4 separate regions of the Zea mays genome follow, and all the other regions are linked to region 1. Evidence: chromatin contacts called from public Hi-C data. All regions are on one chromosome and are shown on one strand. The core of a region is the stretch at or near the end of the contact, and the rest is flanking DNA. Distances in the headings are between cores, read along the strand shown.

The links. Hi-C and Micro-C count contacts between places; a contact is called where the count stands out from the background.
Region 2: a Hi-C map of ear shows a contact between it and region 1, with 2.7 times the contacts expected there. The contact joins the promoter of LOC103650707 here to the promoter of LOC100216746 in region 1. A contact is called at or near these places in 2 of 25 Hi-C or Micro-C datasets (ear and leaf).
Region 3: a Hi-C map of ear shows a contact between it and region 1, with 1.7 times the contacts expected there. The contact joins the promoter of LOC103650724 here to the promoter of LOC100216746 in region 1. A contact is called at or near these places in 2 of 25 Hi-C or Micro-C datasets (ear and tassel).
Region 4: a contact with region 1 is called in a Hi-C map of tassel, with 2.2 times the contacts expected there. The contact joins the promoter of LOC100282318 here to the promoter of LOC100216746 in region 1. A contact is called at or near these places in 2 of 25 Hi-C or Micro-C datasets (ear and tassel).

Annotation. Positions count from the first base shown.
Region 1 is chr3:149,477,817-149,485,407 of Zm-B73-REFERENCE-NAM-5.0, reverse strand. It overlaps LOC100216746 (putative inactive leucine-rich repeat receptor-like protein kinase), which reads left to right and starts at 3,405. Exons shown (of 2, transcript NM_001317367.1): 1 at 3,405-4,999; 2 at 5,136-7,099. The coding sequence starts at 3,447. The coding sequence ends at 6,714. LOC100285591 (NAD kinase 1) reads left to right here. Exons shown (of 11, transcript NM_001158482.2): 8 at 301-374; 9 at 1,343-1,421; 10 at 1,601-1,908; 11 at 2,001-2,582. The coding sequence ends at 2,306.
Region 2 is chr3:148,566,510-148,574,100 of Zm-B73-REFERENCE-NAM-5.0, reverse strand. It overlaps LOC103650707 (sporulation-specific protein 15), which reads left to right and starts at 4,535. Exons shown (of 11, transcript XM_008676274.3): 1 at 4,535-5,124.
Region 3 is chr3:150,288,939-150,296,529 of Zm-B73-REFERENCE-NAM-5.0, reverse strand. LOC103650724 (kinesin-like protein KIN-4C) reads left to right here and starts at 4,169. Exons shown (of 13, transcript XR_564338.3): 1 at 4,169-4,992; 2 at 5,238-5,318; 3 at 5,394-5,474; 4 at 5,560-5,631; 5 at 5,708-5,798; 6 at 5,907-5,932; 7 at 6,025-6,110; 8 at 6,731-6,790; 9 at 6,882-7,106; 10 at 7,206-7,567. It overlaps LOC100217216, which reads left to right. Exons shown (of 18, transcript NM_001359705.1): 10 at 1-170; 11 at 235-394; 12 at 482-590; 13 at 1,211-1,346; 14 at 1,465-1,520; 15 at 1,605-1,904; 16 at 2,080-2,202; 17 at 2,497-3,186; 18 at 3,296-3,764. The coding sequence ends at 3,466.
Region 4 is chr3:150,044,396-150,051,986 of Zm-B73-REFERENCE-NAM-5.0, reverse strand. It overlaps LOC100282318, which reads right to left and starts at 4,264. Exons shown (of 3, transcript NM_001155230.2): 1 at 4,022-4,264; 2 at 3,702-3,905; 3 at 2,344-2,888. The coding sequence starts at 4,121. The coding sequence ends at 2,584.

The DNA.
Region 1 (7,591 bases), core at 2,156-4,655:
TACTGTAACGGCCTCTGAACCTTTTCCCAAGGGACAAGGCAATTACCTCCATTATCATTTTGGCGGCCTACCCATAAGAATCCCCACAGTCCCTTAGTGGGTCATTAGAGCAAGTAGTACTCCTACTTTAATGAGATTACATAGTTCATTTAGCATAAAACATACTTTTCCGCTGTAGTATCTTGTTCATCGACAATCTTCGCCTTCTACTTTTGCATTCTCATGTTTTAGATCTATTAAATTGTTCCTTCAATTGTTCTATTGACATAGCACTTTCTGTGTTCTGGCCAACTCTTATAGATGAGGAGATAAAGATGCTGCGCACAAAGGTTGATTTAATTATAACTCTTGGTGGTGATGGAACTGTTCTGTGGGTATGCATCCATTTCCTTTTATATTTCATTTGTGATGAATCCTTGCAAATTGTTATCTGGACTGCGAAGCTGCTTTTTTTAATCCATTTTGATATAGTGACACCTTCAGTTATGTGGCTGTTGGTCTAGATTAGCAAGAAAGTAACTACACTCGTGCTACATTATCTGTAAAATGTTTTTTGATATATAAATTATGAAAAATTAATTACCTCTTGTGCTTCAATCATTCAGCAGTACTTGGACCCTGGCATCGTGTTAGTTTGCTTAGCTACTTCCTTTTGGTCCATGCCTTCAGTTCGCTATGGGAGAGTAATGTGCCAATTACAATTGATGCACTTAGCAAGTAATTAGTTTTCAGAAACTTGAGCTTGTGGGTGATGCAAGAAGGAAGCATTCATCCTATATACTTCTAACATTCAAAAGTAAATTATTACTCCTGTGATGAGTTTTCGAATATTTGGAGACTTAGGAGGAGGTTCACATGGACCTAGCAGTCTGATGATTAGCTTTGCCTCAGCCAGCTAAACTTTGTTCAGAACATTTGGATGATAAACTATTTCACAGAAACCCTCATTTTTTGTCAATGCATATAGTTTAGGTGGTAACATAACATCCAAAATGGAAGGTCTGTGGATTCCTCCAGGAATGATCATGACAGTTATGGTGCTGGCCAAGCCATATGTATGGTAGTCTTGTTGGCAGTTCTTATTCAGGTGACCTTTCAATAATAAAGTGAAGAGAACTAATGTAATTCACTGTGGGAACACCTTAGTAGCTTACCTGTTCCATAGTTTAGTATTTTGCATGTTGCCTGCCTGCCAACTGCTAGACATACTGAGTCTCTATGCTTATTCTGATGATATTCTCATTTGCTTATTTGAGATTGTACTTTCACTTAGTTTTCATTTACTCAACTGCTCTCCAATTGAAACTAGAAATCGAGTGATTGACTTGATCCCTCTTAACAGGCTGCATCATTGTTCAAAGGACCTGTTCCTCCGGTTGTTGCATTTGCCCTGGGATCACTGGGCTTCATGACGCCTTTCCGTATCCTTTACCGCCAGTGCTAACATGGTCTATGCAGTAATACCCTAGAACAGCTGGATTTTATTGGATCTCAGGAAACCTATTTCTGTTGGAGAAGAAATTGCATGTGAATCTTTCTTGTATCCTATTGACACCCCTATTCTTATCTGCTACGTTCTCCTTAACACGCCTTTTTTCAGCAAGCGAGCAATACCGTGAGTTGTTGGACAATGTGCTGAATGGGCCATTTAGCATCACGCTGAGAAACCGCATACAGTGTCATGTAATACGTGACGAGGCAAAGGATGAAATCGTGTCTGAGGAGCCATTCTTAGTGTTGAACGAAGTTACAATCGACCGAGGAATATCATCCTACCTTACCAACCTGGAAGTCTACTGTGACAGCTCTTTTGTTACTTGCGTACAAGGGGATGGACTAATCATATCAACTACATCTGGAAGTACAGCATATTCATTAGCAGCTGGAGGGTCCATGGTTCATCCTCAGGTACGGCCCCAATCGATTTACAAGCGGCTCAGCAAGCAGCATTACCTGTCCATCCTGCAGTTTGGTTTCTAATGTCTAGCCGGCGTTTGCAGGTCCCAGGGATCCTTTTCACCCCAATCTGCCCGCACTCTCTGTCATTCAGACCTTTGATTCTGCCTGAATACGTGACCCTCCGCGTTCAAGTGCCGTTCAACAGCAGGGGCAATGCCTGGGCATCCTTCGACGGCAAAGACCGACAGCAGCTGTCGCCCGGTGACGCCCTGATCTGCAGCATTTCTCCCTGGCCCGTGCCCACAGCCTGCCTGGTGGACTCGACGACCGATTTCCTCCGCAGCATCCATGAGGGTCTCCACTGGAACTTGAGGAAATCCCAGTCATTTGACGGCCCGCGTGATTGATGCAACAGCTGTTCAGTTATATTTCAGCCCGGTGCCAGAATTCAAGCTGGGAATTCTCAACAGGAATAACTGTAGCTACTCCAGGGTGCTCTCACCTTTACCGTTCCATACTTGCCTATATACAAAGGTTGCGTGCGTTAGATGTGAGGTATAGATAGATGTATAGAATATGGATGGATGATAACGACTGGACATGTTGAATAATACAACGCCAACGTATGCACGTATACATGTGATGTGCCCCCGTGATCTGAAAGAAATAATCCGCGAGCCATACACGACGAGATGGCAGCTTCTGTAGCTGTTCTGGTACAGCTTTGCAGTCATGCGGATCTGGGCACTTTAGGCGGATACCCTTTTCAGCTTCCATACTGGTGGTAACTCACTGAACTGACGAATGGAGTCATGGACTGGGGCAGCCTCTGCTGCTCGTCCTCCCGTCCTGTGACGGCCAGATGGATGGGTTCCTGCCTACTGCCTGCTGCCCGCTTGGGCATGGGGGCGATCGGCCACGCGTTTTGAATCCGTGATCAGGATTAACAAAAAAAAGCTGAGTACCTTTCGACGTGATTCTGGCGGCTGCCTTTTGTTCTGCTGCGTGAATTGAAGGCCGAGTATGGAAACGGCCGGCGCATATGATTCTTTAACACACTATCATTCCCTTTCCACAGCTGCAGAATAGTACTCCAGTAGACAGCTTGTGCGCGCGCGCGTCGTCGTCGTCTCAATCGCCGTGCGGTGTCGTGTTCCGGCGAGCTAGATTCCTCCGGCGACCCCACCGCCCAGCGGCAGAGAACCGGGGCATGGCCATGGGCGGCCATGGCCATGGCAAACCCGAGGACCTGGCCGGGACCGGAGAACGTGAAGTCCTTTGTTGCTTTCCTTGTGTCCAAACCTACCCCCCGCCCCCCTCCCTTCGCGAGTCACGGGCAATCCAATGCAGCGACGCGCCCGCGGCCCGGCTGCCCTTCCCCGCGGCTCCGATGGACTACACTCCCAAAACACAGCTCGGCACCGGTACCACTTCTCCTCCCCCGTGCCACTAGATCTCATCCACTTCCATTCACCGTCATCGCCAGTTCGCCACCATATCTATCCCATCCCGGAAACATTCTGCACCCGCAGCTGCAGCCTTCAGAAATGGCCGCCACTACTGCCGCCAACTCTCCTGCTCTCCTCCTCTTCCTCCTGCTGCTGCTCATTGGGGGCGCGCCACCAGCGACGAAGGCCGACATGCCGATGGCGGTGAACGAGGAGGTGCTGGGGCTGGTAGTGTTCAAGTCGGCGCTGTCCGACCCGACAGGTGCGCTGGCGACGTGGACGGAGTCGGACGCGACGCCGTGCGGGTGGGCGCGCGTGGAGTGCGACCCGGCCACCTCCCGCGTGCTCCGCCTCGCCCTCGACGGGCTGGCGCTGTCCGGCCGCATGCCACGGGGCCTCGACCGCCTGGGCGCGCTCCAGGACCTCTCCCTCGCCCGCAACAACCTCTCCGGCCCGCTCCCGCCGGGCCTCTCCCTCCTCGGCTCCCTCCGCTCCCTCGACCTCTCCTACAACGCCTTCTCCGGCCCGCTCCCCGACGACGTCGCGCGCCTCGCCTCCCTCCGCTACCTCGACCTCACGGGCAACGCCTTCTCGGGACCGCTCCCGCCCGCCTTCCCGCGCACGCTCCGCTTCCTCGTGCTGTCCGGCAACCAGTTCTCCGGGCCCGTGCCGGAGGGGCTGGCGTCCGGGAGCCCGCTCCTGCTCCACCTCAACGTGTCCGGCAACCAGCTCTCCGGCTCGCCGGACTTCGCGGGCGCGCTCTGGCCGCTCGAGCGCCTGCGCACGCTCGACCTGTCCCACAACCTCTTCTCCGGCCCCGTCACTGACGGCATTGCCAGGCTCCATAACCTCAAGACCCTCAGCCTCAGTGGCAACCGCTTCTTCGGCGCTGTCCCGGCGGACATCGGCCGGTGCCCGCACCTCAGCACCATCGACCTCAGCTCCAACGCGTTCGACGGCCACCTCCCCGACTCCATCGGCCAGCTCGCCTCGCTGGTCTACCTCTCCGCGTCCGGAAACCGTCTCTCCGGCGACGTCCCCGCGTGGCTCGGCAAGCTGGCCGCGGTGCAGCACCTGGACTTATCCGACAACGCTCTCACCGGAAGCTTGCCGGACTCGCTCGGCGACCTCAAGGCGCTCAAGTACCTGAGCCTGTCCAGGAACCAGCTCTCCGGCGCCGTCCCGGCCTCGATGTCCGGGTGCACCAAGCTCGCCGAGCTGCATCTTAGGGACAACAACCTCAGCGGCAGCATCCCGGACGCTCTGTTCGACGTCGGGCTCGAGACGCTCGACGTGTCGTCGAACGCGCTCTCGGGCGTCCTGCCCTCGGGCTCCACCAGGCTGGCGGAGACGCTGCAGTCGCTCGACCTCTCCGGCAACCAGCTCACCGGCGGCATCCCCACCGAGATGTCGCTCTTCTTCAAGCTCCGGTACCTCAACCTGTCCCGCAACGACCTCCGCGCGCCGCTGCCGCCGGAGCTCGGCCTGCTCCGCAACCTGACGGTGCTCGACCTGCGTAGCACGGGACTGTACGGCGCCATGCCTGCCGACCTCTGCGAGTCCGGTAGCCTCGCCGTGCTCCAGCTCGACGGCAACTCTCTCTCTGGCCCCATCCCCGACAGCATCGGAAACTGTTCTTCTCTGTACCTCCTGTGAGTGTTATACTTGTGTTGCGTTGGTGCCGTTGCATGTGTGCTGCGTGTTGGTCTGTCACGATCACGAGTTCACGAGTCACGACACGACACGTCGCGTCCGTCTAACCATGGTGGTTTTATGCATGCGCTGCAGGAGCTTAGGGCACAACGGCTTGACGGGGCCGATCCCGGCGGGCATCTCGGAGCTGAAGAAGCTGGAGATCCTGCGGCTGGAGTACAACAACCTGAGCGGCGAGATTCCCCAGCAGCTGGGCGGGCTGGAGAACCTCCTGGCCGTGAACATCTCGCACAACCGCCTCGTCGGGCGGCTGCCGGCGTCGGGCGTGTTCCAGAGCCTGGACGCGAGCGCGCTGGAGGGCAACCTGGGCATCTGCAGCCCGCTGGTGGCGGAACGGTGCATGATGAACGTGCCGAAGCCGCTGGTGCTGGACCCCAACGAGTACACGCACGGCGGCGGGGGCGACAACAACAACATGGGGACGAACGGCGGTGGCGTGGGCGCGCCGAGGAAGCGGCGGTTCCTGAGCGTGTCCGCCATGGTGGCCATCTGCGCGGCGGTCGCGATCGTCCTCGGCGTCATCGTGATCACGCTGCTCAACGTGTCGGCCCGGCGCCGGGCCGAGGCGGCGGGTGGTGTCGGCCCTGGGCACGGGCAGAAGAAGGAGGTGGACGAGAGCGTGGTGACCAGCAGCAGCTCGACGACCAAGTCGTCGCCGGCGCCGGCACCGGGGGGCAAGGGCAAGGGCAAGCTCGCCGCCGGCAAGATGGTGACGTTCGGCCCCGGGAGCAGCCTCCGGTCGGAGGACCTGGTGGCCGGCGCGGACGCGCTGCTGGGCAAGGCGACGGAGATCGGGCGCGGCGCGTTCGGCACGGTGTACCGCGCTCCCGTGGGCGACGGGCGCGTGGTGGCTGTGAAGAAGCTGGCGGCGGCGAGCATGGTGCGGTCGCGCGAGGAGTTCGAGCGGGAGGTGCGCGTGCTGGGGAAGGCGCGGCACCCGAACCTGCTGCCGCTGAAGGGCTACTACTGGACGCCGCAGCTGCAGCTGCTGATCACGGACTACGCGGCGCGCGGCAGCCTGGAGGCGCGGCTGCACGGCGGCGGCGGCGGAGAGGCGATGACGTGGGAGGAGCGGTTCCGCGTGTTGTCCGGGACGGCCCGGGCGCTGGCGCACCTGCACCATGCGTTCCGGCCGCCGCTGGTGCACTACAACGTGAAGCCGAGCAACATCTTCCTTGCGGACGCGGAGTGCAACCCGGCGGTGGGCGAGTTCGGGCTGGCGCGGCTGCTGGCGGACGGCGGCGGGAGGCAGCAGGTGGCGATGGGCGGCGGGCGGTTCCAGCAGGGCGGGGCCGGGTACGTGGCGCCGGAGCTGGCGTGCCAGAGCCTGCGCGTGAACGAGAAGTGCGACATCTACGGGCTGGGCGTGCTGATCCTGGAGCTGGTGACGGGGCGTCGGGCGGTGGAGTACGGGGACGACGACGTGGTGGTGCTGGTGGACCAGGTGCGCGCCCTGCTGGAGCACGGCAACGCGCTGGAGTGCGTGGACCCGGGCATGGGCGGGCGCGTCCCGGAGGAGGAGGTGCTGCCGGTGCTGAAGCTGGGCATGGTGTGCACGTCGCAGATCCCGTCGAACCGGCCGTCCATGGCGGAGGTGGTCCAGATCCTGCAGGTCATCAAGGCGCCCGTGGGCAGAATGGAAGGCTCCTTCTGATCTGTAGTATGTATCCTGACTGACCGTCAGTGGCGACCGACCAACCAACCAACGTCGTCCGGCCCGGGCCTTTGGGCGTTGGCATCTCATCCCTGTCAGGCTGTCTTGCTGCTGCCTGGTGGTGGTTCGGTCGGTCGGCGGCAGCCTGCAAGTACTATGTGCATTAATTCGTGCTAGTGTAGCATAGCAACTGTACTCACAGTAGGATGGATCTCTTTTTCCTTTTCCATGCACGCTCAACTTGCTCAAGCTCTACTGTAGTACTGTCCGTGCCAATTTCTGCATGGATGTCAGTCTGCTCAACTCAGACCACCGCCCACTACTGTACTGCGCACGGTGTGCCACTGCAAGAGAACTTGAGCAGCCATCGTTGCTGCTGTGGTTCTTCCTTGTTGTCTTGCTCAGCCGTCGTCTTGTTGGAATGCATGCTCACGGACCGAGTGCTAACAATTATTAAGTGTTTGCACCATGAGATGAGGCATGTGAGCGCACAGCGAAAGTGAGTGAGTCCGTGCCTGGGGGGTCCACCAGCCCACCCACGGCAAAGCATCAGGGTATCATCTGCAGCTCGTGTAGTACGTAGGATCTTTGGCTGAATTATATATTATATTATATATATGTGCAGGTTTGGCGTCGCTGGTACGGCTGGACCACGTTCTGACCAGACTGACATCTGTTTCGTTCCATCATGTCCAGGCTTAAGAGTTATATTTAATTTAGCTGTGTAACTTGATGACGAACACTATGAATAATCAATCCATTTTGCCTTGAATCAACCCTATTTTACCTAAGCAATCAATAACCCTCGTCTTTTACAGCCAGCATCAGTGACTAGAGAATTTCCATGCATCAGAGAAAACATCTGTGCAAGTCCGGA
Region 2 (7,591 bases), core at 3,286-5,785, 910 kb after region 1:
TTGCCACTTACAAGGATGGTATGCAGTGGCCTTGGTCCTGATGGTTGACTCAACGGATGTGACCCCTTTAGCTTTGATCGAATTGTCAGTCCCATCACCGCCGAGCGTCATACTGGTCCTGACCAATTCGTCACCTTGCTTTCCTAATTTTCTAAATGTTCTGGCGTAGCCTCGTAGTCGACCAGGTCTTCTCCTTGCAGGTCATCTTCCTCCATATGTGTTGGTACGTCGTTGCAGGTGTCATGGTGTATTGCGGATGATTCGGCCTCAGGGATCGGACGGTCCGCGTCCTGTACGGTTGGTCCGGTCTTTATAGCCGGACTGTCTGCCATACCTGCAAAGAGCTGCACAGTTGTTGTTTTATTTTCTATCTTTGTGGCCGTTTGATTTTCCTCAACGACCTTTGGTCTCCATCTCTTTTGCGGTGGTGGATACTGCGGATGCGTGTCATTGAATATTTTTTCGCCTCCTTCTCCTGATTCTCCTTTGCTCTAAGGCGCTGTAATTTTCGCTTTTGCGATCGTGTCAATCCCGATGGGCACCATCGGGGCATGGAGTATTTTGGATCAGCTGTTTTGTCAACAGTCGTTCCTTCTTTTTTGTTTGTGTTGGTCGATTCACCAAAAATCATCGTCCCTTCGTTATTTTGTTGTACGACGACATCTGCCGTTCCTATTTTAATGACGTCTCCTTTTTTTCGTACTGTTGGAGGTTGTAGCTGTATGCCCCCCTGCCGGATTAGTCAGCCTTTGGGGCCGAGTTGTTCGGCAATCTTGCTGGGTCTGTGCTCGTGGACCAGATTGAGGGGCTCTCAATCAGTCTTGTACTGGAGGTGTCAACCTATTGAATACAGATGTTTGGGTGCCCCCCAAGCGGGGTACTATGGCATCCCAAATGGGTATGGTGGCATGCCCCACATTTGATTTGGGACATATTGTGGAGGTATGTATGTGTATGGATATGGCATAGGTGGATATGGTGGTGGAGGTGTCCATGCAGGTACGTTAGGTATTAACTGAACATTATGACCTCCCGTCCTTTCCGATTGGTGTGGTGGTCCAATCGACCTAACCTGCCATCGCACCTGGGTGGGTAAGAGAGGTCGCTTTGGTGGCCGGTCGCTGGGGCCAGCCTTCTTTTTCACATATTTAGACAATAATTGATCAAAGGTCGGGCTGGGTTTTACCAACCGACCAGTTGTCTTGAACGTGTTAGTTTTCCACGTACCTATTTCTGGTCGTCGTGGTTTGAAGGTACGTGGTCGCCTTGGTTCTTTGGCGTTGCTGGACCGTCCGCTGGAATGCTCCGGCCCGTCTAGCGATGTCACGGACCATCCGCGCCTGGGCACCGGACCGTCCGTGATGCGTAGTATGGGTTCTTGCGCATGTCCCCTTGTCTGCACTTGCCCTCCAGTGCCGGAGTTTGTGATGGTCACCTTTAGTGTCTCCCCTCCATCAGGAGTTTTTTCGGCCACCACTTTCCTGCAAGCAATTTTGTTGTTTCCATTGGCCTCCCGTGCGTTGCCGATGATGACTTCTTTGTCTTTGCCCTTATCGGCTGTGCTGGGCCGAATTAGGACCTTTTTGCCATTGAAGTCGATCATATTCATTGGAAAGGGCTCCGTGTCCTCCTGAAATTTCAATCGTCCCTCATTAATGGCCGATTGGATTTGTCGTCGAAACACATTACAATCATTAGTGGCATGGGAAAATGAGTTGTGCCACTTGCAATATGCGCGACGCTTTAGTTCGTCGGCAGGTGGAACGATATAATCAATCTTAATGTTACCATTTTTTAGTAATTCATCGAATATCTTATCACATTGGCCAACATTAAATGTAAACTTAATCTCCTCCTGTCGTTTCTTTTGAACTGGCTGCAAGGAGGAGCAAGCCGAAGATTTGGCCTGCTCAGGCCAAACTATTTTGGCAGTGTAAATTTCCTTTGGTTCACCGTCCGAACTACTTTGACTGTGTTCTACTATATGGACATTATGATGAACCGTTTTGACTAGTTCTTTGCTTCGGCTTTCACAAGCCGAAGCTCTCTGATGTAATTGTGCTAGCGTAAAGAACTGGATGCCTTCTAATTTCTCTTTTAAATAATAGCGCAATCCATCAAAGGCTATTCCCGCCAGTTGTTTATCTGTTAAATGAATTTGAAAGCATTGGTTTCTCGTATCCCGTAATCTCTGGATGTAATCACTAACCGATTCATCCTTTTCTTGTCGTAGGGCTACTAAGTCTACTAAATCTAGCTCATAATCGCCAGAGAAGAAATGTTCATGAAATTTTTGTTATAGATCTCCCCACGACAAAATGAAGTTAGGAGGGAGCGTGGCATACCATGTGAATGCAGTTCCTGTTAAAGATAATGAAAATAAACGGACTCAGAATGCTTCAGTGTCGGCTAATTCTCCTAACTGTGCTAAGAACTGGTCTATGTGCTCACGCATGCTCTTTTCTTGGTCACCCGAAAACTTTGCGAATTCAGGTATTCTGGTCCCTTGTGGGTATGGGAGCCGGTCAAACTGGCTATCATAAGGTCTCCGATATGACTGCCCCCCGGGGACTATACTAACTCCGAGCTTATCTCGGAACGCCCCAGCTATTTCCTCCCTTACTATATCGATGGCAGCCGGTGGGAGACCACCGGCTCTTTGATCCAATATGGGTGAGTTTGTTTGAATGTTGGTATGTTGTTTTCCTCCCCATTGGTTTGGGTTTTGCGGCGCGTTAATGCATGCCCTATGAGGTTCATAGGACTAGCCATTCCTTTCTGGCCCTCTAGGGGCCGGAAAGTACTCACTCTCACGGGTTTGATAGATTATATTATGGTGATGGTGTGTCATATGGTGAGATGAGGAGTCTAGCTGGGACGGATACGGAGTTGGATATCCATCCTCCTTAAAAAAAATTTGTGCCGGACCGTCCGGTTAAATACGCGGACTGTCTGGCCCCGTGTGCGGACTGTCCGGCCATGTGACCGGACCGTCCGACATTATATTCGGTCTGTCTGGCGCCATATGCAGACGGTCCGAATGGGCTATCTAGGGATTGCACGGCATGTGGCGGCTTGGGTGCAGGTCTCGGTAATTCGCTTCTAAAAATGGGATCGGTCGCCGCTGGCCCGGACGGTCCGCGCCCACGTGCGGACGGTCCGGACATGCGCAGATCGACAAATTTATCGTCGATGTGCGTGGGAGGCTGTCGTTGCCTAGGGTACATGTCCATCGGCATCCCATAAAGGGGTTGTGACTGGTCGTGACAACCTGTAGCCGATGAATTATGTGTGTACTCCATCAATTCAACCTCGTGCGAAGGAAGATTTGCCATAGTAGACTTATCAAGCACACGCACTAGCCTTTCATGATCATTTTGTATATCATCTACGATACGTTGCAACTGTTCTCGCTGTTCGTCTATGTAAGCTTTAAGAGATTGGAGTTCGTTGGTGCTACTTACATTGGGGGTAATTGTAGTAGGTCGGAGCGAAGCCAGATCTGTCGCCCGTTGCCGAACGATTTTGTTGTTCCTGTCCACTTTGAAGTCGGCCAGGAACTTCGCCTTTGCTTCTTGGATCAGCTGCTCCTGGCGCTCCTCGAACAGGAGCTATTCTTCAGCCGGCAAGGTTTCCCATGTCGGTGTGATGATATTGCTGGTGGAAACTTCAGAGCTATCCTTTGAACCGGCCATTGAGGGCCGATTTGATGTGTCTATATTCGCTGTCCCCAGCGGAGTCGCCAAAAAGTATGTTGACGCCTTTTTGGAGCGCCAAACACTCAACAAGAACCGTGGCGGTGCCTTCTGCACAGGGGCGGACGGTCCGCGCGCAGGGGCCGGACGGTCCGCGGCCTAGTGCGAGGCGCGGCGGTGCTCTCTGCACAGGGGTGGACGGTCTGGGGCCGGACGGTCCGCGCGTACGCAGGGGCGGCGGAAGATCGCCGGCGGCGCCTGGATCTCGCTCCCGGGAAGGACCCCGTCGGGGAGGAGAGATCCTAGGAGTTGTCTAGGCTCGGGCCGGCCGACCTAGACTCCTCTAATCGACGTAGAGTCGAAGAGAGGCGGAGAATTTGGAGATCGAGAGGCTAAACTAGAACTAGACTAGAACTACTCCTAATTGTACCGAAAATAAATGCGAAATAGAAGTTGTATTGATTCGATTGCTGATTACAAATCGGCCGTATACCTCTCTATTTATAGAGGAGGAGGGCTGGACCCTTTACAAACAAACTTCACCAGCTAATTCCGAGAATCTAGCCAACAAACACAGCAAAAAACTCGGAACCCTAATCTATTCTGCGCACGCGCGGATCGTCCGGCCTCAGGGCCGGACCGTCCGCCCTCTCTTTTTGGTGTCGAACACTAATCTAATTGGTTTGAAAACGGGTAGAATGGGCTACCCAAACCTAAACCCAAAAAATTCGGGTACCCAAATTAACGGGTATACAATATAGTCACACTGCCTTCGAGTATCATTTCTAGAAACCCGAAATTTAGAAAGCCCAAAAAAACCCGATCCGAATTTTCGGGCTAACCCAAATGGCCACACTGAGCTCCATCCCGTAGCCGTGGTGAGGACCTCCGCCGTCGTCAGCTTAGGTGAATCCGCTGCCCCTTTTCTCCTCCCTTCACCAGATCCGTTTCTGCTCCTCCCTTCAACGCTGCACCCAGCTTGCCCATCAATGAAGCGATAATCAATCATCAATGATTGTGCTACTCGCTTGCTCCGGTGCTCCCCTCCCCTCCCCCTCCCTAACCTGCCTGCCCCGGTAAGCAACCCAACCAACGGCGCTAATATCGGCTGGCTTTGGCGGTCTGTCTTACGTCCTTCTCTCTCTCCCAGTCTCCCGTTCTCAGGTCATTGGCTCATTGCTTGCTGCTAACACTAACACCAACCCCCCAAGCAGTTCAAAGTACTTGCCTTGCCTTGTCTTGTCTGCTCCAGTAATCTCTCTCTCGCCTCCCCAACCACTCCTTTAAACCCGAGCTATCAGCGCTAGGCGCCGCGGCGGAGGCGACTGCGTTCGCGCCGCCGGCATGCTCCAGCGCGGCAGAGCTGTCTCGCTTGCTGTACTGAGTTCAAGAAAGGAAGAAGGGCGAAGCTGATCTTCCGAAAGCCAAGGTTTGCACGAATGCTCTGCTTTTCCTCCCTTCTCCTTTCCTTTCCTTTCCTTTCCCCTGGTGAGATCGATGGGGACCGAGGCTACTCCTTCCTCCTCGCAGCCCCAGAGCGGGGGCGGATGCTTTTGGATCCGTCGATATTTCCGCGCAAATCTCTTCTTCCCTGCCAAATGCTCCATGTTTCGAGGGGTGCGGCGTTACCTCCGGCGACCGCCCCGTTGCGCTCTCTGGATCCTTGGAACAAAAATTCGAGACTTCGTGGTTGCCATTAGCAGGGTGAGAAAATTTCTAAATGACTGGGGTCTGCTGCTATGTCCGGTGGATCTGAATGCGCTGCGTACATTTTATTTTCGTGAAATCTTATAGCGTTTTGGACAAGGGATTGTTGGCAGGTGTACTGTTGGGGAGCTGTTCGATGCAAACAAGGTGCGGGCTTCTCCCAGCAATTGTCAGCTGTCAAAGTGGATAGTTTATTTGGGGCGAGTGTTCTCTTTTTAGGATCCGTAGAATTTGGTTTGTCAAAGCCACCCTTGTCCGATGTGCATCCCTGATCAATATTGAGGGCAAAGCCCCAAAAGTCGTGGCCAAAATTTTCTTGTACCAAAAGCTGTCTCCACATTAAAAACATCTGCATTTTGGGATGCTGCAGTCGTAGCATTCAATCCTGTAGTGGTGCATTGGTTCTGGGCCCTGCGTGAGATGTAAATTGGAAGCCTGCCTTGGCTTTTTTGAGGGTTTGGTGGATCTGAGTTGATTAAATAGAGCTTTTGTTGTTAGCTGGAAATGCTTTTGGTTGGTCATATGTACAATGCTGATGGGTGGGCCCTTAGACGGTATATCTTTAGTTGAAAGACGAGAGCATTTTCGAGCTAACATTGAGTTTCCAATATTTTGCTGATGATTCAGTGGATCCTTTGGTTCGACGCTTATGCTTTAATGGGTTATTATTAGCCAGGCATGACATTTTTTAAAGCACAACTTTTTTATGATTCTTCACTGAAACATCTGAGCTTCTGGACAGAATTGGATTCTTTTTTCTTCTTTTTGACAGTGGGAGCTTTGCTGGTAATAACGGTACTCTTGGTTTGTCAATTTCTTCTGGTTGGATCTGAGCCAGCCAAGTCACTGATGCTTAGTTTTTTTGGGTCTATGCACATCAACTTCCCAGTGTAAGAATGCTAGCTTGTGTACGAGGACAGAGGGTGTTGTTTGTCTTAGAATCATCTAGATCCTTTTTCTTGGGGTGTGGTAAGTCAGTTCTGCTAGTAGTGAGTCTGCTGATATCAGACCTTATTTCATTGTCTTCTGAAGGTCGACCACATGTCTTTTCCTGTTGATATATGTGGTTAACTATGGAAGATTGTACTTTGCAATACAACACAATAATATCGCTAACACTCTAGGCTTTGTGGCGTATCCAGGATCCACTAGTCCTTAAGCGAGCCTATGTAGGAGCTACACAGGCACTCATGGAAATCTTTTCTGATGGCTTTCATGTGTACCCTCGAACCTCTTATATGATTATATTACACCATGAGAGCTGCTTGTAATACTGAATTTTATTGGGCAGGAAACTTTCTAGGTGCTTGAAACCTAAGCCTAGTTTTGTTCAGTTAGGTGTAATAGTGCATTCGGCTTAATCCAATATTGCAAATATTATAAGATAAGATGTTCAATATAGCACCAATTTTATTCTTAGATTACCCTTTTGGATAAAGTTCGCAATAAACACGTTACTGACTATTTTATCCTATCCAGTGACCATTGCCAGCTGCATATATCCTTCACACGTTATTGACAAGGGGGAAAATCATACATCTAGTGAGGACATGTAAAACCAAACATCCAAGTTTCAGATCTAAGGAGGGGGATGTAGATGCATTGGGCCTCACATGGAGGAGCTGGGCGATGGAAGTGGACTAGTGACTTTGGTTGATGGTGTCTGTCTCTGAACGATGCATGCTAACAGCCTCGTGTGTTGGTGTGTGCGTCCAGCTGTCTAAAAGGGTATGGGAAACAGTGAGGAGTGGCTAAGCGGAGTGGGTGAGAGGGGTGGTGGGCAGCAGCCAGCAGGGAAAACCTAATCACCCATGTCAAGAGCGAGAACCTAGAGGAGTTGGGCATAGCGGTATAGCAGAGAGAGGTTATTGGGGGCTTCTGAGTGAGTGGGGGGGGGGGAGTGGTGGAGCTAGGCTTTAATGGAAGCCTGGGCATCACAGGCTGCCGTGCAATCCTAATCCATCCTGCCATAATTTAAACTCTGCCTAAAATATGGTTAGCCATCGGTCAGCCCCCCTCCGATCTAGCACCATTTTCAAGGACCGTGTCCAAGCAAAGGACGCCCACCATAGCTGCATTGAGAGCTAGCCAATGAACGTGATAAAGCGTGACCTACAGCGTAAGCGTCAGCTCCTCAACATCAGTTTCGGCGGCCACAACATCATCCGCCACACGAAATCGAGGCCTGC
Region 3 (7,591 bases), core at 2,920-5,419, 810 kb before region 1:
TTTTGATGAATCTAACACTTTCAAACATCCTACACTTGAACCTATTTGGGCAAATGCAATGCTTGATCGTGTTGTTAGCATGGTGGAGAGAGATAAGAATCATGCATGCATTATTGTTTGGTCTCTAGGAAATGAATCTTCATATGGACCTAATCATGCTTCCATGTCTGGTAAAATATTCTTACCTGTCAGTTTAATTTCTGTACTTCTCATCTAATGGTAACATTCTTCTAGGTTGGATTCGTGAAAGGGATCCAACAAGACTCCTCCATTATGAGGGAGGTGGTTCCAGAACATCATCCACAGATATTGTGTGCCCCATGTATATGCGTGTCTGGGATGTTGTTAAGATAGCAAAAGATCCATCTGAAACAAGGCCTCTAATTCTTTGCGAGTATGCTAAGCATGACCTCACATATTAATAACCCTTTATCCGTATTCATATGATTTGATGAAAGAACTTTTTCCTTTTGCTTTCAAGATATTCACATGCTATGGGAAACAGTAATGGGAATATTGATGCGTATTGGATGGCCATAGACAACACTTTTGGACTCCAAGGAGGTTTTATATGGGACTGGGCTGATCAGGTATCACCTATTTACTTCCATCCGCTCTTGACCTTTGCGAGATTCTAGTTTCTATAAGCCTCTAGGACTTTATTATGTGTCTCACTGGTTGGGTCAAGGTATGACTTATGACCTGCTTCTTTGATGAGTGGATAAAGTAGAACATGATTATAACAAGCCAATTTTCTTTTCTTTAACTTCCATAATTGCCTAAAAACCTTGTCAAGCTAATCTAGTACTCCCTCCATCTCAAATCATAAGTCATTTCAACTTTCTTGGAGAGTCAAAACATCTCAAATTTAGCCAAAGTTATAGAGAGAATTGCAAAGAATAATGACATCAAATCGGTAATACTGTGAAAATATAATTAATGAAGAATCTAATTATACTTATTTGGTATCATAAATGTTATTATTTTATTGTATAAATTTGGTCAAATCTGAGATGCTTTGACTCTCCAAGAAAGTATATTTTGTGGAGTACATTGGTACAATTTACAAGTGAAATGCTATAACTTACAAGTGAAATGCTATAACTTACAAGTGAAATGCTATAAAATATATCATTGATGAATTTTATTTATTTTCTTATACTATAACCATCATTTGTTTCTCACCACGATACTTTCCCTTTGTTTCAAGGGTTTACTGAAGGAGGACTCAGATGGGTCTAAATTTTGGGCATATGGCGGCGACTTTGGAGATACTCCAAATGACTCCAATTTTTGCCTCAATGGCATTGTGTGGCCTGATCGGACGATTCACCCAGCTCTTCATGGTAACCCGGAAATACTAGGGGGAAATGTTTGTCTTGGTTATCAATGTGTTAAACTAATATCTTTGTCTCTAAAGTCATTGGATGCCAACTTGGTTGACCAAATTGATTCTGGTTGCAGAAGTAAAATACCTTCACCAGCCTATCAAAATATCATCAGCAGATAATATGCTTAAGGTAACCTCTGGTTGATGTTTGCTAGTCATCGAGTTATTTTCTTATGTGCTTTGTGCTTCTAATAGCTCCATTATGATCACTCAGATTGAAAATGGACACTTTTTTGAGACAACAGAAGCTTTGGACTTCAGTTGGGTTCTTCATGGAGATGGTTGTGTCTTGGGCTCTGGTCCATTGAATATTCCAACTTTGGCACCACAAACTAGTCAGCTCATCAACATGGAATCATCACCTTGGTTTGCCCTTTGGAGTGCCTGTGCAGCAAAAGAAGTATTTTTGTCTGTGAATGTGAAACAAAGGCATGAAACACGATGGGCTAAAGCTGGTCATCTCTTGGCTTCAGCACAACTGTGTTTGCCTCAGAAAAATGGCTTTGTCCCCAGCGTATGTTTTCTCAGCCTGATCTTGTTTACTACTATACTCCTGTTTGGCTGTTTCGTCCTCATCGTCTAACAGCTTAATACTATTTTACTCCTGTTTCGTCCTCATTGTCTCACAGCTTAGTGTTACTTTACTCCTGTTTCTTCCTCGTTGTCTTACAGCTTAATATCATCTTCAGGTGATAGCATTGTCCAGTAGCCCTTTGGTCTGTGAACGCATTGGTGATAATGTAACCATCTGCAAGAATAATGCCTGGAAAATTAAAGTAAACAGTCAGTTGGGAACAATCGACAGCTGGAAGGTATGTAGAATGTTCATGGGGAGTTAAGAAACATGGTGTCCATACTTGTATGTAGTCAATTAATAAAATTATTAATACATGCCAACAGCACTAACCTAGGAAAAGTGTAAATCAAGTGGACTGATAAATCTGTCATAGAATGCCCTGTACTCATAGGTATATCTCCATCGCGTCTTGGGTGCAAGCGCGATCAGCATTATGTTGGTTTAAAGGTCCCAATAGTAATTGGCTTTACATAGAGAAAGGAACCAAAGCCTTAAAAGTTAAAACTCATGGTTCTTTTGCAAACAACAGGTCAACGACGTTGAGCTTATGAGCAAGGGGATACTCCCATGCTTTTGGCGCGCACCAACTGACAACGACAAAGGAGGTTTCTTCACCAAGCCATATGACTCGCGATGGAGAGAAGCCTTCCTCGACAATGTCTCGTTCCACAGCAGCCAGTTCTCTGTCAAGGAGTTGCCGGACAACACCGTGGAGTTCTCCACCCTCTACTACGGTGTTCCCGGGCACCTACCCAAGCCTGACGACGAAGCCTCCGAGTCCATTCTCTTCCGGGTGAAGATGGTATGCCGGATCCACGGGTCAGGCGACGTGGTTCTCGACTACGAGGTAAACCCCAGGAGCGACCTCCCTCCCCTTCCCCGGGTGGGCGTCGTGTTCAGCGCCGGGAGGTCCCTGAGCCACGTCACGTGGTACGGGCGCGGGCCCTTCGAGTGCTACCCGGACCGCAAGGCGGCGGCGCACGTCGGCGTGTACGAGAGCAGCGTGGAGGAGCTGCACGTGCCGTACATTGCCCCCGTGGAGTGCGGCGGGCGGGCGGACGTCAGGTGGGTGGCACTCCGCGACGCCGGCGGGCTCGGCCTGTACGCGTCGGCGCACGGCGGCTCCCCGCCGATGCAGATGAGCGCGAGCTACTACGGCGCCGCGGAGCTGGACAGGGCAACGCACGTCCACAGGCTGGTGAAGGGGGACGACATCGAGGTGGGGAAGCTTTTTGTTTTTGCTTTTGAGCTCCTGGCTGGCATCGGCCGAGCTGCTGCGAAGTGGTCGGGGAGGAGTGATGGCTCTCGGCTTCGTGTTTGTTTCGCAGGTGCATCTTGACCACAGGCACATGGGGCTGGGCGGCGACGACAGCTGGTCGCCGTGCGTGCACGAGCAGTACCTGCTGCCGCCGACGCGGTACGCCTTCTCCCTGCGGCTCTGCCCCCTGCTGCCGTCGTCGTCGTGCCATGACATCTACAGGTCTCAGCTCCCCAGCTGATGGTGCCGTGTGCCGGAGACCCGTCGACGTCGAGCCTTGGGAAACAACAATGAACGCAATGGCCTGGCCAGTGAATGAAAGTATATAATATTGTAATAAAGCAGAGACGTATTAGCTCCTGCAACGGCCTCGCGATCGCCTGGATATGTCTATGCTGAGGGGGTGTTTAGTTAACTAATAACCTAACTACATATGGCGCCAAGTTACTAAAACTTAATAAATAACTATTACTAACTAATAAATAGTAACTGAATTCCTAACTTAATAAATACTTCCTCCGTTTATAAATATATGACACCGTTGATTTTTTAAAAACAACTTAGATCACTCGTCTTATTAAAAAAAATAATGAGTTACCATTTATTTTTTATGGTTTATTTGATCACTTAAGATAGTTTGTGCTTGATTTAAAATTTTACTTTTTTTAAAAAAATATTTTAAATAAGATGAGTGGTCAAAATTTTCGAAAAAAAGTTAACAGTGTCATATATTTGTGAACGGAGGTAGTAGTAAGTACCTAAGTAGCTAACCTACTACTAACTAGCTACCAACAAAATTAATAGCTATATAAACTAGTATATAGCTCGTGTTAACACTACGATCAGCGACATGAGGGGAGGGATTGACGGCGGCATCAGCGACACGAGGGGAGGGGTTGGTGGTGGCCGCACGAGTGAAGGGGGTGGGGAGGAGGTTATGGGATAGGGTCTCGGTGAGGGAGAGGAGGGATGATCCAAATAATATTGTCCATTAGATTTGAATAAGAGAGGGAGTATCCAACGATCTGAACCGTTGATTTTGATGGTTTGCTAAGTTTGCGTGTAATTTGTTTGGTGGATTTAGTGAAGTTTATGGGTGTAGGGGTGATTTGGTTGATGTGCCTTGCAAAGTCTAAACTGATGGATTATATAGCGTTATAAATAAACAACTACTGCTACTCTACTAGTTAATAACTACACTAGTATAATATTCATGTGTTCGACAAAATTTTCTTAATTCTAATTGTCCGGGCGTATTGTGGCGGACGACATATAAATATTCGATAAAATGTTAACTCATAACAATCATCGACTTCAGTATATCACATATTCTTTACTAGCAACCACCGATGGGAAAGGTAATGCTGGGGTGCGGCGGCGGCGTTTGGCGAGTCGGAGGCCAGCAATATAGCCTTGATGTTGCCTATGGCTTTGCAGAAGAATTTGGGTGAGGGAAGCGGTGATGGGAACTAGATCAGCTACTTCAGCAAAAGGAGGTACTAGTCCCCTGTCTCTACTATTTTGACCACTTTGTTTCTTAACACTAGCCTTTTATTTCTAATTTACATGTACTGACGTAGTTATGTATCCTCAATCTGCTAGCCCATTATTTTTTGTCTTGATTCACCTTGTAGAGTATAATTATACCTCCTTTTCATGTTTCAAAAGGCAGAGATGAAACAATTTGCCAAGAGTGATATTTTTGTTCTCAAGCAACATTATGAAAAGAAATTAGATGACTTGGAACAAGAAAATAAAGCTCTTCAGGTTTTTACTAGCTTACCTTGCGGACACTATGCTCTTTTTTCCCCTGAATTCTTGTTTGTAGAAAGAAATAGAGAATCTTCACCATGCATTAACCAATGTATGTTCTTCTATGGATGAGAATGCTCAAAAACTGAAAGAAAACTATCTTCAGAAGCTGAATGCACTTGAATCCCAGGTTTGTACATTCAGCTAAATGCTTGTTGCATTGCATTTCTCATCATATGCTAAGAACACACCATTTGCAGGTCCATGAGCTCAAGAAACAAAAAAGTGATGAGGCAGCAAAGCGTTTACAAGAAGATATTCAGCATATAAAATCTCAGAAGGTGTTTTTTCCTCAAAATGTTTCTTAATGCGATTTAAGTTTTTTTCCTGACATATATTCCTTTCATTCCATGTAGGATCAGCTTCAACAAAAGGCCAAGCAAGAGTCTGAAAAATTTATGTCTTGGAAGGCTGCCCCTGAAAAGGAAGTAATACAGGTACTTGTTCTTAACATGTTGATCATGTTTATGAACTTCTTTCTCAAAGATCTCGTTGTGATAGTGCTGTATATCCATTAATTAGCTCAAGAAGGAAGGGAGACGAAATGAATATGACATGCACAAGCTCTTGGCTTTAAATCAGAGGCAAAAAATGGTAAATTCTTCATTTTTCCTCTTTCAGCTTTAAGATAGCATGATTGTCGCCTACACCATTCTGCTTGAAATTGTAGGTCTTACAGAGGAAAACTGAAGAAGCAGCAGCTGCTACAAAAAGATTCATGGAGTTGCTGGAAGCAAAGAACTCATCACTTGAGACATATGGTAGGAAGTGATGTCCAATGGCTTCATATTTTTACCATTAGGTTTCATGTGTGCTCATTATTCCTAGCTGGTTATACTTTTACTAGTTTTGGTTTCTTGTTTTTACAGGCAGTGGAAATGCTTCGGGGATGCAGGTATCCTTCGAGAAATCTTTGTTAGGGAATGAATAAACTATTTCCCATCTGTGTTCTGTAACGTGTCTGAAACATTATTTTTATGTCACTAGGCCTTAATGCGAGCTGTTGATGATGAACTGGAAGTCACTATAAGAGCACATGAATTACGCTCGTATTACCAGCGACAAATGCAAGAGTAAGTCTTTGTTTTGCATTGATAATTTGTAGATCCTGACCTTCTAGAGTTTTCGTTATTTTGTGGTGCGCTATATGCATGTATGAGCATTATTTTTGGGCAATTTTTTTATGATGAGATAGATAGATTTGTAGTTATTCAATTAAATATGAACTCAAGATAATTTGCTATTGTGCTCCCTTGTTGTTAGACCACTTGAGAATTAGATTTGGGCCAATCCATAGGGCAGTGACTATAAATATTGAATAGGTTTGCTTCCTTCTGCCATGCTGTTTGATTTCCCAACACATAATTCTGTGAAGAGAAATAATGGGCTAGTAGTAAGATTTTGCACTAACCATAATATAAATTCAAATTCCTGGCGAAACCGTGGCATCATTAACTGTCTCCAAAAATACTGACTTGATATACCTATATCAATCATTCACCCCTTTTCTTTCTAACCTTAGCGACATAATATGTGAACTGTAGTTGAAATATGATTAACCTGAGCAGCATAATATTTATATATTAATATATGTACTGTAATTTAAATATGGTGGATTCTTTATACATTTTGTACAACATTAGCTTTGGACAACTGCCCCTGTTTGAAATTTCTTTTTTCCTCCTTAAAACAGGAGAGCAGCAATATCCAAGGAAATAGCAAAGCTGGAGGAGGAACCAAAGCACAAGATGAGGTTTGGTGATTTACATCTCTTTTGCTTTTAGGGGTTAAGTGATCTGTTTCAGTGTCTCTGAATTGTCGCTTATTAGCTGTTATTTCTGTAGTGATTGTCCTCAAGCTATGTCTCCTAGTGCTAGAAGTTTTAGGATATCAGCATTAGAGAACATGTCCTCATCATCAAGCGCTATGGTGTCTATGGCTTCTCAACTATCAGAAGCAGAGGAGCGGGAGCGGGTATTCAATGGTAAAGGTAGATGGTATCATGTCAGGTCCCTCCCAGAGGCAGAGAACATAATGAACCACCTTTTCCAGTTAGCATCATCTTCAAGGTATGCTATAATTTGCATCCCTTCAAAGGATTTTATGATGGATGCTATGTATGTGCATTCTTGGTTTGCAGATTCTTATTTTCTGTATTTTGCTTTTAGGTGTAAAGAAAAAGAACACACCATTATGGAATTGAAGGAAAAGGTGGTTGTGCTTAATAGTGAAATCAGGCAGTTAGAAACACAAGCGACGGATCTAAGGAGCACAAATAAGAGGACATATCCTGTGCAATCACTCATTTTGGTGCAAGCGTGCAATCAAACTATCCAGAGCATCCAATCTAGATCCAACGGTTTCATATGGAAGGGGTTAAAAGTAAAATAGGTACTATGTTTTAGATGGAAGGGGTTAAATATAAAATAACAGTCATCATTAGATCTATATCGGATGCACCAGATCGCTTGATTGCATGCTTGCACCAGGATAAGTGATTGCATAGGATATTTTCCCCACAAATAAGCAGGTAAAGATTCTCCCAGTTTGTACT
Region 4 (7,591 bases), core at 3,015-5,514, 570 kb before region 1:
TGAGTCATTATATGTGTTGATTTTATTTGTCGCATATATGGGACGCACCCGGATTTGCCCTTTAAATCCGGGTGTGACACTCCTGGTTGACATGACAGTTTAGATGTGGTAGTCAACAACCAAATAAACAAAAGGGAAAAATAAACTATTGTTTAGAACACATAGAGTCACGAGAAAAAAACGTGAAAAATGAGTGAGCGAGCGTGTGTGGTAACCTTCATAGCCATTTATTTGTCTCATGTAAAGAGTAATGAACACCTCTACATATAAGTTGATTCTATTCTATATAGATGAGTAATATAGAACTAAATCCTCCATGCTATCTCTACGCACCACCTTAATTTACTCATTTGAATTGGACCACACACGCCAAAGTCCAACGGTATGTACGACCATGTAAAACTGCAAGTGGAACAAACAATCCACCGACTGAGATGTGACTTGTGAGGGGTTCGATGGCAACCTGGGCCTTCATATGCCATATGTTTGGTTACCCGCACCGTCTCGTCTTGAACCACCGTATGTGTTGACTCTGTCTGAGCTCCTGTTTAGTTACCTGCACAAGGGAGACGCAAGCTGCATGAGCAGATGCAAAACAAATTATTTTATAGTCATTTGATTGCATCCACTCGTACGCAGAAAACTGCCGTATCAGATCAGCTTGGGTCACCCGAGCCTGCGCGTCCGGATACAGGCATCCAATCATGCACATGCTGACCGAAATTGGCCTAGTCTCCTGAATGCCACCGCCACGGCCTGGCGTCTGGCGCCATTACGAATTTTCTCAGTTTTTTTAGTTTATTGTGTTTGTGTATGAAAAAGACAAAGATGAACCTGTCTTGTCCAATCGCCAAGCTCGACCCAGAAAAACAATGATGCGCTCATCGATCAGTTGCTTGCTTCTGAAACAAACCCATGCACGATGGTCCATGTCCAGTCGATGCAGACCTCCTCAGTTCTCCAATATTTGTCGTGGTTTAGTTCAAATATTCGAGAATAGAGGTAGTAGTACATTAGAATGGAGGCTCTAATCTGATGAATTTCTTTGCCATATCAAAGTCTGCGCAACTGCACAATCTTAGGGGAGTACTTGGCTTTCCCAGAATCTGCGCTGAGTTGAGGATACCAATCGGCAAGCAGAAAGTAATGACGAAGAAACCATGAGATGAATGTCACGTCGAATTCAACAAGCGTGAAGCCGAGAAGCTGGTCATCCAGGACGACGCGCTTGGCGCAGCTGCGCATTCCCAGAGCACGTCCACGTTGAGCTGCCCGCGATGGACGCGCAGCGATTGGTGGCACGCTTCCACGAGAGTGGCACGCCTGGAGTGGTGAACCATGCAAATATCTCCAATTTTGCACCATCAAGTAGTAGTGGAGTGGAGGAGATGGTGGCAGAGACCATGATCCTGCCACTGGGTGCATGGTCCTCGTTGCCACTCGAGCAGCTGCCAAACAGGCAAGGCACTCCCGTCCCGTGTCGGTCCTTTCTTTTATTTTGCAATCGCAGCGACAAAGTGTGCTTCCAGGAGCCCCCACGCTGACCGAGAGGGGTACCGTACAGCTCTTGAATCCAATCCTGCAGAGAGAAGAATCAACAAAGACGTCTAAGATATTGCTACTCCCGATCTGTGTTTCTACTGTATATACATCTTTTACTCAATGTTAAAAGGGTACAAGCTTATGCAATAAGCCAGAACAGTGCCTTCTGGATCTGGACCCAACTCCTTCCACATGGATACATGATGACAGTATATGAACTAAGAAGGTTTCATCCAGTCAGTCTTTCACAAAATGCATAGGAGAGTATAATTCCAGCAGCGAGCGCGCCAGATCCAAGAGTCAATGACAAACCACAATCATGTACAGCTTGTGGACAAGATGTCCTACCTGGAAACACTGTAGCCCTTATGAATTGCTGTTCATTTGGCTCCCCCTAGGAATTGCTGTTCTGTCATCCCATACTTGTTTCGTCCATACCATAGCGGAAACCGGTGCTACCTCCTCTTCCTGCTTTGGGGCGACAAGCTTCCATCTGTCCACACTCCACACCAACATAAGAGCTGCCTTGTGAAGTTGTTCATCAGATCGTCATCCATCCATGCTGCTGTATGCACCTGCACCTGCAGCACAGAGAATTTAACCAAAGCCAAAAGCAGAAGCAGAGGTGTCTGGGACGTATTAGTTTGTACAAAAAAGTTGATGCGCAGTGGAAGTTTTAATAACCAATGGAGAATAACTACAGGAAGTCTGGCTCGCAGCACTGGCCATCGAGATTAGATTTCATTCAACTGTATTTGTACAACCATAGGCTTTGGCTCGCTGCACCACTGAAACACCAAAATTCAAAAAAAAATTGCTAAGACGAGACAACTACTGGAATCGATTCTCATTTACTGGGAAACGCAAAAACGCTAGAACACAATCTTTATTATATATAGATGCGATCAAATCTTAAATATTCAGCGAGAACACTTCTTGGATTTATTACAAACTTCCAGGCCACCCAGCAACGCGTTACAAACTTCCAAGAGCAATAAACGCTTCTCAGGGAAGCACGTACTACAATGGTACCGAGTTGATTCAGTCCTCCTTCTGAAGCCTGAGCGTGAAGGCCTGAAGGGATAGGAGCACTTTCTTGAGCCGCTCTCTGATTTCAGCATCGACCAGATTTCCATCGCTGTCAAACTTGGGTGGCTGCTGGAAGGCTTGGACGCACAGTTCTGGCTTGTTGATGAAATGGAGATCCAGGAAAACCCCGACCTGACGGAGATGGTACTGCGACCTCCCTCCTCCAAAGCCGCCGCCTGCACTCACGATCGCAGCAGGTTTGTCTGCCCAACAGTTCTTTCCTCTAGAGGCCCAGTCAAGCGCGTTCTTCAGGGGGGCTGCAGTTGTGACACAGACCATGTAAAGGATGCAGAAATGGAGTGGAATTATGTACTCCATAACAGCATATACTGTCAAGAATGTTGACGTGCTCCTCTGTTGATAAGGTTTTGCAAGAAAGGAATAAAGGAAAGCATACACATCATGGGAGACATGCCTTTGTTAAAGCCCAAATACCCCCGTTTTTTTTATTTCTTCAGGTAGTGTAGGTCATTTCACCATCACTGAGTCAGTGTGCCGACAATGTAATCTTGAGTTCCTGTTTGGCAGAGAATTACACAAACCTAACATCCTAATGATGTGATGCAATAATGCACCATGACAACCCATTGTGCACCTAATTTGGCAGTAATGCACATGGTGAGCTCGGTGAGCTGGGCCTGTGAGGTCTAAGGATGGTAATGGATCACGATCTAAACATTTCTTCACAATTTGATCGAGCTCTTAATTAATTTTAGTTAAAAATTGAATATAAATAGAGCCCATCTCAATTTTATCCTATCCTTGAATTTTATAGTGTACAATCTAGAGTCCATTGCCACCTATGTCTAATTGTATTTTAACTGAAGGTTAAAAATCAAATATTGAATTGTGTTGCACAATTTGTCTTCATGGCATCAATGCTGTTAATTGCTGAATGAATGAATGTAAGCGAAACGTCGTCTTAAAGTTTGCAGGAGAAGCCAGAAATACCCCCCGACCCCGAGCATTTTATCCATGTTAATCCCCTTGCAGTAGGTGCGTGCGGGCAGGAGATCTGAAACGAACGAGGAGCAAGGCAGGGAGGAGGGAGGGGGTGGCGAAGGACATACTGGCGATGGAGTAGTTGTACTCGGGCGCGCCGAAGAGGAAGCAGTCGGCCTGGCAGACCTTGGCGCGGAAGGCCTCGACGGCGGGCGGGAAGACGGTGCCGCTGCCGCTGCCGGTCTCAAGGTCGGTGTTGATGATGGGCAGGTCGGAGATGTCGAGCTCGTCGATGCGGAGCCCCGGGATGGAGTCCTCGCACACCTCCGCGGCTGCCGGAGTAGTTAGTTGTGCGAGGCAGCGAAGCCGTGAGTAAGCAGTGATAGGCACGCCAAGAGGAAGGAGGAGGGAGGCGAAGAGCAGGGGGATGGGGGGAGGGGCAGCGTACCGGCGCGGAGGAGGCCGCGGTTGAAGGAGGCCTTGCGGAGGGAGCCGCAGATGGCAGCCACGCGCAGGACGGGCCTCGCCGACGCCGCCGCGACTTCCATGCTTGGACCTGGACTTGGGGCGGAGCTGCGAGTCCGACTAGTCGGGTTGGGAGAGGGTTGGTCGCCGTGCTGGTGCTGGTGCAGGTGCACGACGCGGCGGGGAAGCCAATAAATACGCCAGGCCCGTGCGTCAGCCACTCAGCTCGGTCAGCCCGAGTCGAGTGCGCCACCGGCGATTCCACGATTCTTTGTGCAAATCATTGGGCTTTTCCGCTTTTGTGTAATTGTGTTTTTTTTTGTCACGGGAGTCCGGCGCGGCCGGCCGGCGGCGGCTACTAGGAGCCAGTGTTGGGCAGTTGGCAGCCGGCGGCTCATGAGTTGAGTTCATGACTCATCGTCGGCGGATGAGACCTCAGTTCAGCTGGATGGATCGGTTTGCTGGCCAGTTTTTGGAGACCGCCGCGAGCACCAAGCGCGGGCCGACACGGGAATTGAGAGAGAAAGAGCTGCTGGGTGGCCCAAAGGCCCCCAACCTGCAGCCCGTGAGCCCGTCTTTCTATGGGCCAGTCAGCACTTGATCGTCCAACAAGGTAGCACATGATATTTTAAATTTTAAAAGACGAACTACGAACGAACAGTTTTTTGTTTTCTTGTGATAAATCATTCGAAAATATGCTCGTTATCTAAAATAAAAGGTATACTTAAAATACACCAAATAGCTCCAATCACATCTTTAGTTATACCCACTAGTGACTAAGGCGCGCCTAGCGCGCGTCAATTTGTATAGTTTTATAGAAAAGGAGCAAGGGTATAATGATTTATGTTCAATTTTGACAACAGTTTGAACGGCTGATATTTACACATGTATTGCTTGAAACAATGGAATACTTTTACTAAGCAGTTAGTATGATCCAAAGGATAAGTATACATGTGTGTGTTGTACTTTACAAATCAACAGCGTATAGTCTTTCAGTCCTAATTAAGTGGGTCGCCATCCAAATTAGATACAAGCTATACTACCCTATCTGTTTCTAGCGATTAGTACCACAATTGAAGGGTGATTTATATGTATATTTAGTTACAAAAGGGTCGATCAAACTGATAACAAGAGTTGACCAAAAATGTAAAGAAGAGTTGAATCTCAATTAGTCTGATGTGATTCATATGTCTTGGGGGTCCTTTTGGTCTGTGGGATCATTGATTTTTTTAGGGGTCCTTGTTTGAGCCTGCTAAATAAAATGTAGAATATTAATAATCTTCCTGATCGTTATGTAATGGAGTACAAACATACGGCCTGTAAATGCATGAGTACGAACAGTAGACATTGATGATGGATACAAGATAACTACGTAGAAGGTTACCTTTTTTGAGGAGACTGAAGAGGAGCATTGACTTTTTTTTACCTTTATCAGTTTTCTGTAGTTGTTAAATTGGAATGAGTGAGTTGTACATAAATGCATTTAAATGTTTATCGAACTCACATGATAGTGGAAAACAAAAACTTAGATGCATTTAAGCTATAGAGGGTGGAAACTGTAGTTTTTCGGATAGTGAAGGAAATTATAGGGTATGGGAAAACACGAAATAGTTGTAGATGCATTGAAGGAGCAGGAACTGTAGGGTATGGAAAAAAGGTCAAAGAAATTGTAGTGAGGTTGAATTAAATGAGCAGGAACTTATTTCAAAGTTTTAATCGGGAGGTTATTTAAGTGGCAATAGATCAAATGATATCTACTACTCAGGCCTTCATAATGAGTTGTTTGAAGATTGTTTTATTTGAGCAAACAGATAAGAGGAGTAATTATGCATGACATTGTTGTTGTAATTCGTAATGTTATCAAACAGAGCAGGTACATAAATCTTAATCTTTACAAAGTAGGTAGTTAGAAGTAAATATGACACAGTAAGAGGTACAATTGGTATGTGAAAAAAACAAACACTTTGCTTGTAGGCTCAAAAAAATCCTTAAATACTAAAGAAGAGCAAAGAGACCTGAACCTTAATGTAATATAGCAGATAAAATACAAAGCTAGGGGAAAAATAGCACTTTCAATCCGAACAAATAAAGCAGAAAAGAGAACAATGATTTGGTATTCTTATAATGACCAAATGGACTTATGCAGATCAGAATTCTATGAGATGCGTTATTGTGGAATATAAAGTTTGGCAATTTTGATTGAACTATGCTCTTATACATCATAAAAAGAAACAGAAAGAAAAGAGAAGAGTGCGCAAAAGTATAGTTCAATTAATTTTTTTTCTAATGGCTTTCATCAATTCACTAAAAGGGACGAAAAAAGAGGATTACAATGAACTTGTATACATGTAAATATATAGAACTCAAATAAAGTAAATATAGATCAGTAGTAGGAGCATTTGTAAAGTATTTATTTAGTTAAAATTTGAATGGTTAATTGATTTATAAAAGGGCAAATAACGATGTTAACATCGTTAGATAAAAAATGTGCTTCGTATGCATAAGAGATAGATCTTTTCTAATCTTAAATAATGGTATCAGTTGAATCAAGAATGATCTAAAGAAGAGAAATGGTTAGGGAACCTTGCTATGGGTTTACAAGTTAGCTATATCATTGCTGAAGAAATGGTATAGTTTCACTTGCCAAATAGATTGAGTTTTGGTTCCTTTTCACAAGACTGTAAGAAACATTGCAGCAATTCAATATAAAAACAAAATTAATTTTTTTGCAGAAAGAAGCATACCGGGGAATTCATATTGGTATCACTGTTATTGAACTGACTGTAAGATATACTTTAGCAATTCAATATAAAAACAAAATCAAGATTTGTGCTGAAACAAGGATAGTAGGAAATTTATATTAGTATTTGTGTTATCGATATGTGATCATATTAAAAACTGCTTTGCAATTCGAAATAACAGAGAAGATGGATTGTAAAAAGAAGCAAAATGAAGGAGCTCATATTATTATTATTGCTATTCAGCTTCAGGCACTATAAAAATTGTTTCACAAACCAGTTGATGGAGAAACTGAGAAACCGTAGTGTTAATTATAACAACACCGTGACCTAGGAGCACTCGCAGGGGATCCCCTTTAGCCTAGCTCGGTCATCAAACACCACTTCATATTTCAAGACTTCCATTTACATGAAAAGTTTTGAATTAAGAAGGGGATAATGCAAATAGAGTACCTTCAAAGTAACTGCTGGACGATCATAGATGCATATAAAGCTTTCTTCATGATGTTGCAGACATTCAAGATTGTGTCATAATGCACCTATAACAGCTATAGTTCCCTGCATACCTAGAAGTGAATAATAAATAAAAGATAGGGGTGAATTACTTTCCATATCACGAAAGAAGAGATACTTTGAATTGATGGAATGACTTGCAATGTGGAATTTGGAACAAAAATGCATTGTAATTTGGAACAGGAAAGTAGTAGTCTAAAACAGAGGGTAAGAAATTCAATTATCACACTGGTTTAGTTCCTAAATCAAGGATCACGATAATGGAAAATAAAATTGGTATTACTGAAGATCCTATGTATCGA